2 separate regions of the Sus scrofa genome follow, and region 2 is linked to region 1. A link is a contact called in public HiChIP or PLAC-seq data. All regions are on one chromosome and are shown on one strand. Each heading gives the region's core, a stretch centred on a gene start, on an enhancer-like site or on the middle of the called end of the contact. The rest is flanking DNA. Distances are from core to core; before and after follow the strand shown.

Evidence for each region. HiChIP or PLAC-seq counts read pairs in DNA pulled down with a chosen protein or histone mark.
Region 2: an H3K27ac HiChIP or PLAC-seq map of skeletal muscle shows a contact between it and region 1. The contact joins two enhancer-like sites. A contact is called at or near these places in 1 of 47 Hi-C or Micro-C datasets (embryonic fibroblasts) and 1 of 2 datasets of contacts at active chromatin or transcription factors (skeletal muscle).

What each region holds. Positions count from the first base shown.
Region 1 is chr2:145,033,907-145,037,403 of Sscrofa11.1, reverse strand. No RefSeq gene overlaps it. Among named protein-coding and RNA genes, the nearest start is that of NR3C1, 110 kb to the right of the region's middle. Within about 2 kb of position 2,058, at least 9 of the 83 cell types and tissues checked have an H3K27ac peak or open chromatin away from gene starts, as enhancers often do. A contact at or near this core is called in skeletal muscle, where this site is marked.
Region 2 is chr2:145,635,682-145,639,301 of Sscrofa11.1, reverse strand. No RefSeq gene overlaps it. Among named protein-coding and RNA genes, the nearest start is that of YIPF5, 30 kb to the left of the region's middle. Within about 2 kb of position 1,486, at least 18 of the 83 cell types and tissues checked have an H3K27ac peak or open chromatin away from gene starts, as enhancers often do. A contact at or near this core is called in skeletal muscle, where this site is marked.

The DNA of each region.
Region 1 (3,497 bases), core at 809-3,308:
TTTGACAGCTTGAAAGGCAGCCGGTTTCTTCACCATCTCCCACCGCCCACAAGCAGGAGGCAGAACAGTTTTGCAGGCACAAACACCAGGACGAGGACGAGAAAGCCCTTCTGCAGGGGTCTTTCCAGGCTTGTGGAAGGGAAGAATGGCCCTGCCCGCCCCACAGTGAGGGAACCTTGCTGGGTAGGGGGCAGAGATTTCAAAACAAGTACAACCCATGTTGTTAAGGCTCGTTATGGCACGTCACTGAGAAGGCCTGGGGTTTGGACTAAGCCAGGAAACCACTTACCCCATGTCATCATGCTGTACCATAAAAACTGTAGCTCTACATAGAATAATTTTTAAATAATCCGTTACAGGACTCTTTTGGCTGTTTCCTTCCAGCTATTTACAGGGACTTCACAATACATAGATATGTTATAGCAAAGTTTGGGGAAAATGGGATAACAGAGAAGCTGTTACATCTAGCAAGTCACTTTTCTCTGAGATCCTCAGCTTCTTTATTAAGAGTGAGCAAACACCATGATTTACTCCACAGGACTGCTGAGAGGACTAAAGTTGGTGTGTGGTAGGTGCATGGCCCAGGCTGAGCCCTAGAGCTCATAAGCAGTAACTGCTATCATCATTTATGATGAAACACTATTTAAAAAGAAAATTCTGTAACTCAGGCTTTTAACCCCAGGACAAACTTTTTTTTTTGGCTTTTTAGGGCCACACCTGTGGTACATGGATGTTTCCAGGCCAAGGGTCAAATCAGAGCTGCATCTGCCAGCCTACACCACAGCTGCAGCCACGACCTACACCACAGTTCACAGCAATGCTGGATCTTTAACCCACTGAACGAGGCCAGGGATTGAACTCACGTCCTCGTGGATACTAGTTGGGTTTGTTACTGCTGAGCCACAATGGAAACTCCAAGGACAAACTCTTTTATCAGTGAGAGCCAAGCAAGGGTTTATTGTGTTTGCTAGGGTGACTATTTTTAGAATTTTCCTTAGATTTCTCAGTTTAGAAATAATTTAGAAATTAGAGTTGGATCCTTCTTCTGTAGATGGGACAGTTCAGTCCCACAGGGGGCAGTTCTGAAGTGACATGGAGTCAGGCAAGTTGCTGATAAAAATACTCAGTTCATAACAAAGGTCTTGGCTTCATTAGAACTAATGACATATGGTCTCTATGCTATGTTTATTCCACTTCCTGGGCAAAAGGCACTTGGAGACTCATTCCAATAAAAGGAGTTGCAGTCTATATATAAGGGGCCTAATCTTAACCGTTGTGATTTTTGATACCAGTTTTCTAAAAAGAAGAAGAGTCAGCACAGTCTGGTTCTTAATGTATCTCTCCAGTGCTCAGCCATGGACCAGCCACTGTGCTCAGTGTTCTATGTGAATTGCCTGTGCGTTAGATACCATACCTATACCCATTTTCACAGATGACAACACGGAGGCTTAAGCTATGAGGTCTGCTACTCCCTTACCCGCCTGACAAACCCCCATCAGTGTCATCCTGACCAGGCTCTCTATGCGACTAAGGAGTGTGTACCTTCTCTTCAGGCTGACTGTGAAGTGTACGAGCAGATTCCTGGGCAAGTCACATCACCTCTTTGCACCTCAGTTTCCTCACTGGTCAAACAGGGAAAACTTTTTACCTCAGATACAACTGTTGTGAGGGTTAAATGAGATGATGCCTGTCAAGCACTTAACCTGAAACAACCTGCCTCTCTCTTCAGGAGCCCCGCCCGTCCCTTCTGGAATATCACACTTTACTTGATCGGAAAGAATTTCCCCAGATGGTCCAGCCTGACAGTCCGCTGTTCCCAGCCAAGGTCGTGTTCCATAGCTAGCTCCACCCCACCCCACCCCACCCCCCGTTTTGGCTTCCTCAGCTGGAAGGTTCATCTTTCATGGTCATTACAACTTCCTTCATCAGTGCCATTAATTCCCAGTCTAAGAAATGTATGAATTCCTGTGATTCTGTTGGTTTCTGGGCTAAAAGATTTAACAGATCTCCAGAGTCACATGCTTCTCTGTTCCCAGGCTTCCTCTTCATAAAAATGAAATCTTAAGGAAATCCATCAGGCCAGCTTGTTCATTCTTAAGGGATGTGCCTTGAAGAAAGGCTTTGCATTATACCTCTGCTCTTGCCAGGCTGCATGAAGTCACCGAGGGCCACATACCACGCTAAATTCTCTCTCTCTTTCTCCTTCTCTCTCTCACCTCCCCACCTACTTGCATATTGTCCTCTGTTTTCAATATCATATATCATTATCATTATCATATCATCCTCTGTTTTCATTATCATATTTTGTCATCACCTTCCCTAGAAGGACATTTAAAAAATAGGCTCTGGAGCCAGGCTTCCTGGGGGGAAAAGTGACCCCACTACTTCCTTAGCTGTGTGATCCTGGTAAACTGAGTGCCCTCCCTGTGCCTAGTTCCTCATCTCTAAAAGGAGATATGAATAGCACCTACCTCATAAGGTTATTTGAGAAGTAAATGAACGGAGCACTTAAAACAGTACCTGGCCCATGGCGACCTCATATGCGATTAGTGTTGTTCTAGTCAATAGATGGCAAACTCTGGTTTTGAAAGGTCAATAACTTACACAAGGTCACGCAGGCTCTGAGGTGCAGAGCTGGCACTGGCTGATGGCAAAGCTGTAGTGATGGCAGTGCTGTGCTGCCTCCTGTTTAACACACACGGTGTACTCAGCAGGCACAGCTGAGCATGGCAGAACACTCAGAAGAGACAAACGCCCTTTGACCATCAGTTTCACTTCTAAGAATTTGACTGAAGCTTGAGCAAGTATATAAAGGCCCACGGATAAGGATGCCTATTGCGACATTATTTGAGATGGCATCAGACCAGGGTACATTTTCAGTGAATAGGAGTTCTCTCTGTGGTGTAGCAGGTTAAGCATCTGGCTTTGCCTTTGCAGGATCAATCCCCAGCCAGGGAACTTCCATAGGCCATGAGTGCAGCCAAGGGAAGAAAAAAAAAAAACTAGAATATAAAAAGGCTGTTAAAATGTAGTACAAACTAAATAAATCAGTGTTTCTCTCTGTATGATCTGTTGAGTCTGAATTTTCATGGAAAATGTCAAATTGACTTTTTAAATATCATTGGGGAACAGGCTGTGGGAACTCTTCCCAGGCTAGAGAGAGAATTGGGACTCGAGTATTCTTTTCCTCTCTCTCTCCTCCCTCTTCTTTTTTTGTTTTATTGAAGTAGAGTTGATTTACAATACCGTGTTAGTTTCAGGTGTACAGCACAGTGATTCAGTTATATATGCATGTTTGTATTATGTATTCTTTTTCGGAGTATTTTCCCCTATAGGTTATTGAAAAATATTGAGTATAGCGCCCTGTGCTATAGGTAGGTCCTTGTCGGTTATCTATTTCACATGTAATAGTGTGTATATGTCAATCCCAAACTCCTAATTTATCCCCCACTGATTCCCCTTTGTTATCTTCCTCTCCCTTGATGGCTCTCCAACTC
Region 2 (3,620 bases), core at 237-2,736, 600 kb before region 1:
TTTTTTATTCAAGTATAGTTGACTGGCAGTGTTGTGTCAATTTCTGCGGCACAGCATAGTGACCCAGTCACACCTGTATATACATTCTTTTTCTCATGCTCTTTTCCATCATGTTCTATCCCAAGAGGCTGGATATAGTTCCCTGTGCTGTACAGCAGGACCTCATTGCTTATCCATTCTAAATGTAATAGCGTGCATCTACTAACCCCCAAACTCCCTGTCCATCCCACTCCCTCCCCGCTCTCCCTTGTAATCAGACCAATTAGAGCTTGAAAGCCAGCTTCTCCACTAGAATCTTGTGGAAAGGTCTTCTCTTGGTCTCCTCTTTCTCATCTGCAGAACAGGGATAATGACGGCAACTGTTCATGAGGCTCTGTGGGTTTATTGTGCAAAAGAATGCTGAGGACTTACTCTGTGCCTTGTACACAGAAAGCAGGAGTAGGTAGTAGGTCATCTGTTTTGTGGACAGCAGTAGTCCCAGCAACAGGAATGCAGAAATACAAAGAGGGGACGTGGGCAGTTTTTTTTCTTACAAAGGTGAAGGTAATTACTTGGACCTAATTTGCTTGTATTGTGCCTAAACAGTGGTCTTGCACATACAATTTTGATTTGTTTTATCTAAGTGAAGGATTATTACCTCAAAGAAAAAAAGTAAAGCAGTCTCTCTTATGCAGACGATCCCCTTTTGTGCCAGATCTGCATTCCTTTCATTTCCATAAAGTTCGCTATTATCTGGATGAGGGGGGGGTCCATGCCAGTTAAATAATAATGAATCTTGACTGTGGTTTTCATTCTGTGGGACTGACTCATAGAGTCGCAGAATGTTTGAACCTCATTTTAAAAATGCATGCAGTGTTTGCATACTATTTAACATTTCCTTAATGAGACTTATCCAGTTTGGCTCAAAACAAATGGCTGGTTACTCAACTTGATATACACTCTTCTGAAAACAAGTTTGATGAGATGCACTATTGGAATTTTCTTTGTTTTGTGGAGGTTTATACAACTGAAGAATAACATGACTCATTGAAAGTCCTAAAGCATACTTTGAAGGAATGTCAACAACCCATATTTATTGTAATAGCATTGGGCAATAGCTCATTTCCACTTTGCTTCAGAAGAGCTATAAATAGTTCTAATTTGTTTTCTTTGTACACTTACTGGGTTAATTACAGTAGAACAAGCCAAGTGATATTACTGTAGCAGTTGGCTAAACTTGACACAAACACGATAATTAAAGTGGTTGCTTTTTAATTTCTCCCATTTTCAGTATCTTAATAAGCTGAATCTGCAGCGTTATAAGCCTTAAAGAATTTGATTTGAGAACCACTAGGCTTTTCTGTCAATGTGTTTTCTTTGTTGATAGTAGATTTCAGTGTGTTGTTGGGAGTTTCCTTCAGAAAGGAAACACCTGGGCCCTGCTTCCATGCGATATCTGCTTAGCAAAAAGAAGTGTATTGTTTACATCATTCTTGCATTACCATGGGATAGTCACGTGTTTCCATTTACCTACCCAAACTGACGCTGGTGACACGGATACACACACGTCTACACATCTTCCAAGAAGCTGTTCGGCGCCTCAGCATTACCTAAGGCAGAGACTGCTCAGCTGCTCCCCCGTTCCGTCTCTCTCTCGTTGCTGCAAGTCTGATTACATCTGGACAGGCAGTGTTTTTGCTAATGTGTAAGAAGAGGACCTCTGGAAAGCAAGGCAGTGAAAAGTGGTCACTGACAAAGGTCTGGTCCTTTCATCCTAAAAGGGTTGCCTGAGTCACTCTTGGTCCTCCCCTTAGGTTCCTGCGTGTTTGCCAATCAGCTTTTCCCACTGCTCAGGGGTCACTGATCTGCACAGCAGCCTTTGGCTTCCCCTCCCACCGATCCCAGCAAAGCTGTTATAAATGCACTGTACTTCCTTTTTGATTTTCCCTCAGTGGCTGTGTTGCTTGGGGAGAATTTGAAGCACAGGTTTAAACAGCCTCTTAACAAGGTGGAGACAAAGCAACAAATAGAAGGAGAAAAGTACACTCCAATGAGCGAGAATGAGAGCAAACTTCAGCTCAAACTTTCTAACTGAAGTACCTAGATTTTTGTTGCTTTTGATAATTTTAAAACAAAGAACAGTTGAGAGATGGGAACTTTTTTTTTTTTTTTTCCTGTGTGTATCTTAGAAAGATTTTTCCACTTCATATCTGACTCGGAATGCCTCTCTGTATGTCTGCATTTAAAATGTCAAGTAACTTCCCTGGGCTTTTAGGAAAGAAGGATTCAGCTAGCAGTTGGAGGAGCTTAACACCTGCAAGTTTCTCCAGGGTCCCCAACACCTTTTACAATGAGGACCATTCCTCAGAACACACTTTTGGGTCCTTAATTTTCTGTCCTGACATCCTGCCCTCCAGGGCACTGTATGTGCTCTTGCAGATTCACCTCTCGCCTCTGTGTTACAGATATCGGGATCTTTCATCTCGGGCACGCATCTCTCACCCGTGTTTACATCCTTCTCATCAGCTGCCTCCGGACCTTTCTTTAAGATGTCCCGTTGTCGACTCAAACTCAATGTGTGCGCAGTGAAAGGGGCTCATCTTCTCCCCACCCCTGACCGGCTGTCTGTCCACAGCCCACAGTTCCTTTTCTCTCTCTCTCTCTCAGCCATTGCAGAGGCGGGCAAGCCAGCAGTCATTTCCTCTCCGCTCTCTCCAGCATCTTACATCTATGTGCTAGATACACGTTCTGCATTCTTTCACGCCCTCCTGCGCCCTCGTTCTCCACGATACTGTCACCAGTCGTCCAGGTCTACAATAGCATGTACTCAGCCAGTGTTCATGAGTCACCCGTGTCTTGCCAGGCACTGTAATAGGCACACTGAGGACTTGCTGTTGGGAAAAAAATTGCCATGATAATAAAGCCTGGTGATGATCCCCAATTATTCCAACAGTCTCCTAAGTGTCACCTTGGAGGCCAGTGTCTCTTCCTCTCCAGTCCACTTGTCCCCAAATAAACCTTCCCAAATACAAGTTCAATAATATTTTTCCAAATATCTTGGATTTAATTATCAGTAAGTCTGTTAAATATACATCATGACCTAAAACCTTTAGGATTCTTCATGTAGAGCATCATACGCTACCCCGCTGCCTTTTGAATCAGGGCTGCTTGTCCTTTAGCCACATGGAAGAGCGTCTCACCTTTATCCAGCCTCACTTCCTGCAGACACTACAGCCGGCTGACCTCCTTGGGGATGACAGACCGGAGCCTAGAGTGTCGTATTGCCAGAAGCAAGGCTCTCCAGGGAAGACTGGAGTCCCTGGGGTCATGAAGCCCGTGGGTTAAGTGCCCAGTTGAACGGGTTAGCTCCAGGGAGTGCCACAGCCACTGCCAATGCTCCTCAAGCCAGCTGTGTTTCTGAAAAGGTGTGCGGGAGATGCCCGGGTAGATCCGCGCAGGTCCGCCACACTCTGGTCGTAGGACATCAGGGAAGACCTCCCTGATGAGGTGACACCCATCTTCTTTAAAGATGTCCTGTTATTGCTATTACAGAAGCAATACGCAGCATAAATCAATTCAAACACTCCGAAAGTATTCAAGGCAGGAGTGGGAAGTCCCTCACGTGACCTCCATCCCAGCAG